2 separate regions of the Mus musculus genome follow, and region 1 is linked to region 2. A link is a contact called in public Hi-C data. All regions are on one chromosome and are shown on one strand. Each heading gives the region's core, a stretch centred on a gene start, on an enhancer-like site or on the middle of the called end of the contact. The rest is flanking DNA. Distances are from core to core; before and after follow the strand shown. Region 1 overlaps Lrrc6 (leucine rich repeat containing 6 (testis)). Region 2 overlaps Kcnq3 (potassium voltage-gated channel, subfamily Q, member 3).

Region 1 (3,876 bases), core at 789-3,288, 370 kb after region 2:
TCTATGGGACATAGCACATCTGGCTTCTGAATGCACGGGATGTGATGCTTGCCCACCAGGACAACTGTAAACGGAGCTCCCCAGGGAATGGATGCACTTGTATTGATTGCTGCTGCTTGACTGATTAGCACCTCGTGACTGTGGAGAGCTGGGATACTGTAGACACTAAGCCAGATTGCCTTCAGCTATCCTTAGTCCCTTCAGGGCCATTTAGCACTCACCTTCTGTGTCTGATCCAGTGTCCTTCCAACTACCAGGCAAAAACCTTCAGAATGTATGAAATTAGCAGATCATGAGCTTCCAGCAACTCGGATGCCAGACAGCATCAGAACCTGCAATGTGGTTCTCTCTGCTTTGCTGTAACCCACTGACCTAATTTCCCCATAACATATCTGGTACATGACTTTATGTAGTGACATGGGAGCTCATGGACACTTTCACTATAGACACATGATCTGGGGGACACATTCTAGGTTATTTATAGGCCCTGGCCCTCCTACTTGGCTCAGAATAAATAATCTCTTGCTACCTGCGAGGTGAGAACCATGCATTGTGCTGACACTAATATTACATTTACCTTGGGAAGCTCTGCAAAACATTTAATGCTATTTTTCTTTCATGTAAGAAAAGCCTGATTCACAAGATGCCAGCAAGATGAAAATGTCATGGTTTGGGGTTTTGCTATGGTTTTAAAAATGAAAATCTCAGGACTCTCTATGTGTTCATAATGGTTAAAACAAAAACAAGTTTTTACTTTGCTTAGATGTGGTCTAAATGTAAAAAATATTACACCGCGTTTTTCATGTCACAGATGAGCATGTCCCAAGGTGGCCAACCGTGACCAACCCTTCTCTGCCAAGGCAATCATTCTCTCCTCCACCCTTTGCTTTCTATCCTAAAAAAGACCATCAGTAGTAGACTGACCCATCTACTGGTCACAAACACTTAGTGCCCTTCCCTCCCCTCCAGGTTAGGGCAAGATTGTTCTAGGAGACGATCAGCAGGTACCTCATTCTACCCTGGTGAATCCTAAACGGAGAACAGAGAAGAGGGGGAAGAAAGAGAGAGACAGGTTTCTTTGTTTTGCTTTCCCCATCCTCCCCCTCCTCCTCTTTCTCCTCCTCCTCTTCTTCTTTGCCATCTAGGAAAAGAAGGGGGACGCCATTCCCTTTTTTAAGAAAAGTCTGAGATTTACTGTAGCAGATGGACTGAGTCATCCATCCATCTTCTTCTCTCACATCTAGCCCTTCAAATCAAACCAAAAGTACATGCATGCCAGCAAAAAAAGGGAAAAAAGAAAAAAAAAAGTAAAAAGAAAGAAAGAAAAAAGAGTCCCTTTTCTCTTTATGTTTCCCCTACACACTTCTAATCTTGATATGCATGTCCCCAAACTAGCCTGTACCCAGTTCCCCTTAGGGCTGGGAGGCACAGTACAGAAGGGAGCACCTGCCCAGACAAAGGTTAGAGGCACACAGCTGTGACTGTAGTTTGCAAAGTTCAAACCACAATAGCAACGATGTTGCCCTCTAGTGGTAAATTATCAGAACGTTTGTTAAAAGGGAAGTCCCCGACCAGCAAGAGCTTCTCAACAAAAACAAGCCCTGGATAGCCCAAAACAGGAAGGGGTGTCATTAACTTTCTGACAATTACATTAAAATGTATTACCATGAACTTAGTGCTGAGTGAATGCTGCCATTCCTTTTGGCCACAAGCTAACAGTGACAGAGCTGCCGTGTACACCAGTAGTGACTGACTACTCTTCTAAAACAGGAAGATAGTGATAGAGCTCTGAATCTCAGTGCTGATCCTGATTTGGGGCTTTGACGCTGGCAATTTCCAGGTTTTGAGGATAGAGATTCAAAAGGAACAATGTGTATTTATGACTGTGGGCTGTCACTGAGATTACTCTTTCTGCATGGGGAGGCAAAGAGACTAAAACCCCTGTCCCAAGTGAACCCCTCCCTGTTTTAGCTATTGACAGATGGGAGTTGGGTGGCAGAGCAGCTTGCCTGCCTCGGCTCCCCGCCCCTCACTCTGCAGCAAGGCTGACAGTCAACGCGCTCCACCCACTCACAGGGCACACAGCCCTGCCACACACAGGAGAGGTTGGCCAGGGAAACCACCTCACAGCTGTGAGCCCACACCAGCCACTGGACACACAAGACTCTCTGTGTTTACTGTGTGACACCAAACTAACCACCTCAATAAAATAGCCCCGAAGAGAGAGTGGCGATCAAGGAAAGGCATCCAGGGAATGGGAAAGATTAAAATCAGAGTTCTAACTGCATCAAAAAAAATATCATCCATGATATCATCCATCCAACAACAATCGCACCACAGAAAAGCAGCGATCGGTGCAGGAGGGAGTGAGAAGGTAGAAATTGTGGCCAAATCAGAGTTAATTGAAAATGAAATGAATTCTAGAATGAGAAAGAATTAACATAATTATTCTGGGATTTAAATCTGGTGCGATGTCTCAGACTGCAGAATAAAAAGACAGACTAGTTTAAATAGACATGCAGCTTAGGAGGCATGGAAGTTCCAATGAATATAACCACATCCAATTAATAGAGATGGGGTTATGAGAAAGAGGAATGATTTTAAAAAGACAATAAAGGAAGAAATGATATCTGAAAATAAGATAGGAGAAAAAAAGAAAAAAGGAAGTAGGGAGTAAGGAAAAATGTCAAGAATTCTTTATCTGGGAAACTTCAAAATATTTTTTTTTAACAAGTAAACAAAAACTGATGTTTTTGCCAACAGAAGATCTACCATACAGAAATACATTAAATGGCATCTTTGAGGTTGAAATGAAGACATGAAATGAAGATATGAAGATATTAGAATCAATGTATCAGCTGTTGTGGGTAGGGCTTTTGCAGTCACAGTGGTAAACTCCAGGGCTATAAGCCACTGGGTGGCTATTCAAGTGTCATTCAAGATACTCTGTCCTAACACACAGCCTGTTACCATACAGGGTTGGCAGTTGAGAAGCGTGGACAGGGCATACCAGGCAGTGTGGACCAGCAGTGCAGAGCACCAGAGTTGACCAGCAGTGTAGACTAGCAGTGCAGAGCAGCAGTGTGGACAAGCAGTGTGGGCCAGCAGTGTGGACCACCAGTATAGACCAGCAGTGTGGACCAGCAGTGCAGAGCAGCAGTGTGGACCAGCTGTGTAAACCAGCAGTGCGGACCAGTAGTGCAGAGCAGCAATGCAGACCAGCAGTGCAGACCAGCAGTGTGGACCAGCAGTGCAGAGCAGCAGTGTAGACTAGCAGTAGTGTTATGAAAAGTGACAAGAGCCACACCAAAGAATCCCTACACACACCTACCAAAGAATCAAGGACCCAAGTGCCCATGTTTAGGGCCTGTGAGGTCAAAGTCAGTGACATCCTGAAGAGACGGATGTTCAGAGGTAGAACATGTATCTGCAGTGATGTATCTTCGGCCCAGAAGGAGATAATGCAACAAAAAGTTAAAGTCATGAAAACACATGTGTTCATGATAGTTCTGATCCTTCCAAACCTGTTATTTAGCATCTTCAAATTCAAATATTACAAAAAGGATCCACAATAGAAGCAACTATGTGAGTAAATGCAAAAGTCATATAAACTCACTTTTTTTGTACTTTTCTCTCTGAGCTTATTTTTAAATGACTATAAAAATCAGTCATCATAAATCTGTACTGAGGGGTAAGTAATATATATATAAAGATATGGTTTGTGGTAACTACAGCAAAAGGGAAAGACAGCAGCATGAATACAATAGCAAGGTCTTGTCTACTGTTGAAATTAACTTAGCATTAACTGGATCTAGACTGTCCTAAAATAAGATACGAATTTTAATTCCTGTGATGCAACAAAGAGGGGAGGGGAAA
Region 2 (3,732 bases), core at 1,230-3,729:
TGCATATGAATCAGAAGAAGGCCTAGTCGGCCATCAGTGGAAAGAGAGGCCCAATGGTTGTGCAAACTTTATATGCCTCAGTACAGGGGAACGCCAGGGCCAAGAAGTGGGAGTGGGAGGGTGGGGGAGCATGTGGGAGACTTTTGGGATAGCATTGGAAATGTAAATGAAATAAATACCCCCCCAAAAAAAGTAATTCAAGAGGGGCTGAAGGGAAGGCTCAGCAGTTAAGAACACTGGCTTTTCCCCCCAAACAACTTCAGTTCAGTTCCCAGCACCAGGTGACTGCTGACAACCATCTGTAGCTCCAGTCCTAGGGCATCTACCCCTTTTCTGGCCTCTCTAGGCACCAGGCATGCACACAGTGCATAGACACACACGCAGACATAATGCCTATACACTATATGTTTTAAAAATTAAAAGGGTAATAGAAGAATAGAGTAATGAAAAAGATATTATGTATGTAAATAGTAGCAATATGTAAATATGTAGCAACACAGTAGATGCAAATCCTACAGTATCTGTTACTACATTAACTAGAAGTGGCTTGTATATACCAACCTAAGAGCAGGGATAGACCAAATTGGAAAAAAAATGCATGTTTGAACTATAGACTCTTTACTAGAAGTACATTTTAGACCTAAATAAAAGACCACATAGAGAATATGACAGTCACTTCATCAGAATAGCAGGACAGTGATAAGCATAGATGCAAGCCACATCAAAGCTCCTCAAGGCACAGAGCAAATGTGCTATCCATGAGAACCACACAATTTCACGCGAAATATTGGTACTTTGAATATTCTCTATGAAATAATGGATGGACTAAGTGGCTGGGAAGACTTATGTAACAGTACCAACCAGCTAGACCTGACAGACATTCCCAGAACACTGCACACAGCAACAGCAGAAGACATGTTCTCTCAAGTATACATGGATTGTTTCCCAGGATGCCCATATGCTGGGCTAGAAGATGAGTTTCAGAAAATTGAAAAGGCTGCAATCATACACAATATGTTCTTCAGTAACAACATTATAAAATTAATAATCAATAATAGGCAGAAGTTAGGGAAACCCATAAATATATATAGGATCTGAACAATAAAATCCTAAATAATCAAGGGGTCAAAGGTGAAATAAAATTAGGGATGTGTTTAATAAAAAATATACAAAGTTCACTATTCAAAACTACAAAATGGTATTAAAATTATTTTAAATTAAATAAATGTCATAACATTTTATGCTTATAGACTAAAAGCCATAATATTTCAAGATGACAACACTTGAAATTACCTACAGATTTTAATACCATCTTTTTCAAACTCTAAGTTGCAAAAATTGATAACTAAGTTTCAGCCTGACTGGTATATTTCCTAAATACAAATCAGTGTCAAATATAATGAGAAGGTTACATAAATTTCATGATAATGTATTCCATATATTGTCTTTTTTGAACTGGGGTCTAGAAAGGATTTTTCATCTTTTCCCATAAGGAATGAGACTATTCATATACATAACCACTATTTGTTGAACATAACCTTTGTGACAAACATTATTCTATGATCTAGAAATTCAGATTTGAACTAAATAGAAAATGCCTCTTATTGGTAGGAATGTTACTGAGGGGATATTCACTTTTAAAAATAATACTTACATGGTAAGTGCAATAAGTATTAGGAGGTAAATGAAACAAATATTAAATGGGATGTGGGGGCATGCCATGCTTTGAAATAAGTTGCTGAGATAAACATCTGGGAATTGTTTCTAATAATGGGGGGAGAATCTTAAGCCATGGTATTTTCTTGATTCTTATGTGGACAGTTTCCCATGCAGACCACTCCCACCATTTATAGAACAGCTAAAAGGAAATATATTTGGAACCTCTGTAAGTTGTACATTCCTTTGTTCTTTGATCCATCTAACTTTCTATCTGCAACCAACCCGTCAGCCAGTCTGACACTCAGGTCCATCCAACCTTCCATCCACGCTTTGAAGTGTGAAATACATTGGGTTTTGGTACACTTACACAGGTGGATCACCATGATCAGCAAGCCCCATATCCAGTTATAATTCCCTGCATCTCTAACATACAAAAGATTCTATTAAGGAGGCATGCAAGCAACTCTGGATCTGAGTTGAATTGAAAACAAAAACAAATACAAAACCAAACCAAACCAAACCAAAACCACAAAACCAAACCACTGGTCAGTTCAGAAGACTTGCTTTTTCTCTATCTCCTCTGAAAATGAAATTCCCACGTCCTTGTTGCTATGCTTCCCAGCACGGCCACCTCCACAGATACTTGTTTCTTTGCCCCAACCAAAACTATCTGCTGTGCCAAGCAGGCCTCTCCTCTGCTAAACGAACCACCTATAAGAGAGACTCAGCCGTGGTTTCTCACTTTGCATGCACAGCCTAGGCCCTGCTGGGGTGTTTAAGTTCCCTGATGGGCTCACTTCCTCATCCCTGGTCTGCCGAAGGCTTCCTAAATGCCAGGAGATGTTTTGATGCTTGGGAGAGACAATGTGCAGTCTCCCCTCTGCTGCAGGAGATGGGTGGGCGTATGCGTGGGTGACAAGCACACTGGGGACCAAGCTAGTAGGAGCAGATGCAAGTTAGAGAGCAGGAAAGAACAGAAACAGAGCTACTTGAGAGCGGCTCTGACCTTGCTGCCCTATTGGTCAATCCTTTGCTTCCAGCCCACAGACACCAGATGCCCTCATCAACGCCTCACTTAGAAATTAGACAAATGCCATACTGCAACTATGACATAAAATAGAACGCTTTATGTCTTAAGAGGAATGAAGCAAAGCAAGATGCACACATTTAGACATGGACAGATTAGCATCATTAGCCACCAGCGGCCCTGCAGTGGTTCCAAGTTAACCTGCAAACAACTGATGAATAGACAAATGTGTTATTAAAAAGGGGATGGAATTTTATTTGGTGATGAAAATAAAATTCGGATAAACCCTGAAACCCAATAAGCGGAAGAAAGAAGCCAGACAAAGAAGAACAAATAGTACTGCTAGAACATAAAGGCTAGAGTTCTGATTCCCATCAATCAAACAAATGCTGAGCCTAAGGGCCGGCTCTCATAATCCCAGAACTCTGTAGGTGGAGACATGGGATCACCAGGCAAAGCTGGTTGGTTACACTAAGCTAAGTCTGTAAACTCTGGGTTCAGCAGGGATACTGTCTGAGCTTATCAAGAAGAAAGTGATAGAGGAAGACACTCCAAATGAACCTCTGGTCTCCATGTCCATAGGTACAGGCACATTCCTCACATATGCATGTATGCACACATCACACACACACACACACACACACACACACACACACACACACACAAAATATATACAAAATATATACAAATGTCCACAACAGGGAACAGTTAAGCCAGTTTGAGTTGGGGGACTCTACCATGACAGCTATGATTGTGAAATCTGAAAAGCATTGCATTATGCATGATATTGTATACACTTAAAAAAAAACATTCTTTGTGTGTGTGAGAAGAGGTGGGGGCCACATGCATCATAACATGTGTCCGCAGATCTGAAGACAACTTGCCTCACTTGGTTCTTTACTCCCACCACGTAGATTCGAAGAGTTGAATTCAGGAATTCCGGCCTGGCAACAGGCACCTCTGCCCACTGAGCATCCCTGAATCACACATTTCAAATGGGTCAATGGGATGAAATATGAATTATATGTCAATAAAGCTGTTATGGA

Evidence for each region. A called contact is a pair of places that touch in the nucleus more often than the background predicts.
Region 1: a contact with region 2 is called in a Hi-C map of neutrophils, with 4 times the contacts expected there. The contact joins two enhancer-like sites. A contact is called at or near these places in 4 of 39 promoter capture datasets (the 3T3-L1 cell line, cranial neural crest, embryonic stem cells and 1 more), 24 of 484 Hi-C or Micro-C datasets (the C3H10T1/2 cell line, the HL-1 cell line, adipose-derived mesenchymal stem cells and 12 more) and 4 of 115 datasets of contacts at active chromatin or transcription factors (SST interneurons, bone marrow-derived dendritic cells, embryonic basal ganglia and 1 more).

What each region holds. Positions count from the first base shown.
Region 1 is chr15:66,474,538-66,478,413 of GRCm38.p6, forward strand. All of the region lies in intron 3 of Lrrc6 (leucine rich repeat containing 6 (testis)), which reads right to left. Among named protein-coding and RNA genes, the nearest start is that of Gm31006, 24 kb to the right of the region's middle. Within about 2 kb of position 2,039, at least 138 of the 459 cell types and tissues checked have an H3K27ac peak or open chromatin away from gene starts, as enhancers often do. A contact at or near this core is called in SST interneurons, bone marrow-derived macrophages, cerebral cortex and 3 more, where this site is marked.
Region 2 is chr15:66,099,237-66,102,968 of GRCm38.p6, forward strand. The region is part of intron 1 of Kcnq3 (potassium voltage-gated channel, subfamily Q, member 3); the gene reads right to left. Among named protein-coding and RNA genes, the nearest start is that of Hhla1, 120 kb to the left of the region's middle. Within about 2 kb of position 2,480, at least 32 of the 459 cell types and tissues checked have an H3K27ac peak or open chromatin away from gene starts, as enhancers often do. A contact at or near this core is called in SST interneurons, bone marrow-derived macrophages, cerebral cortex and 3 more, where this site is marked.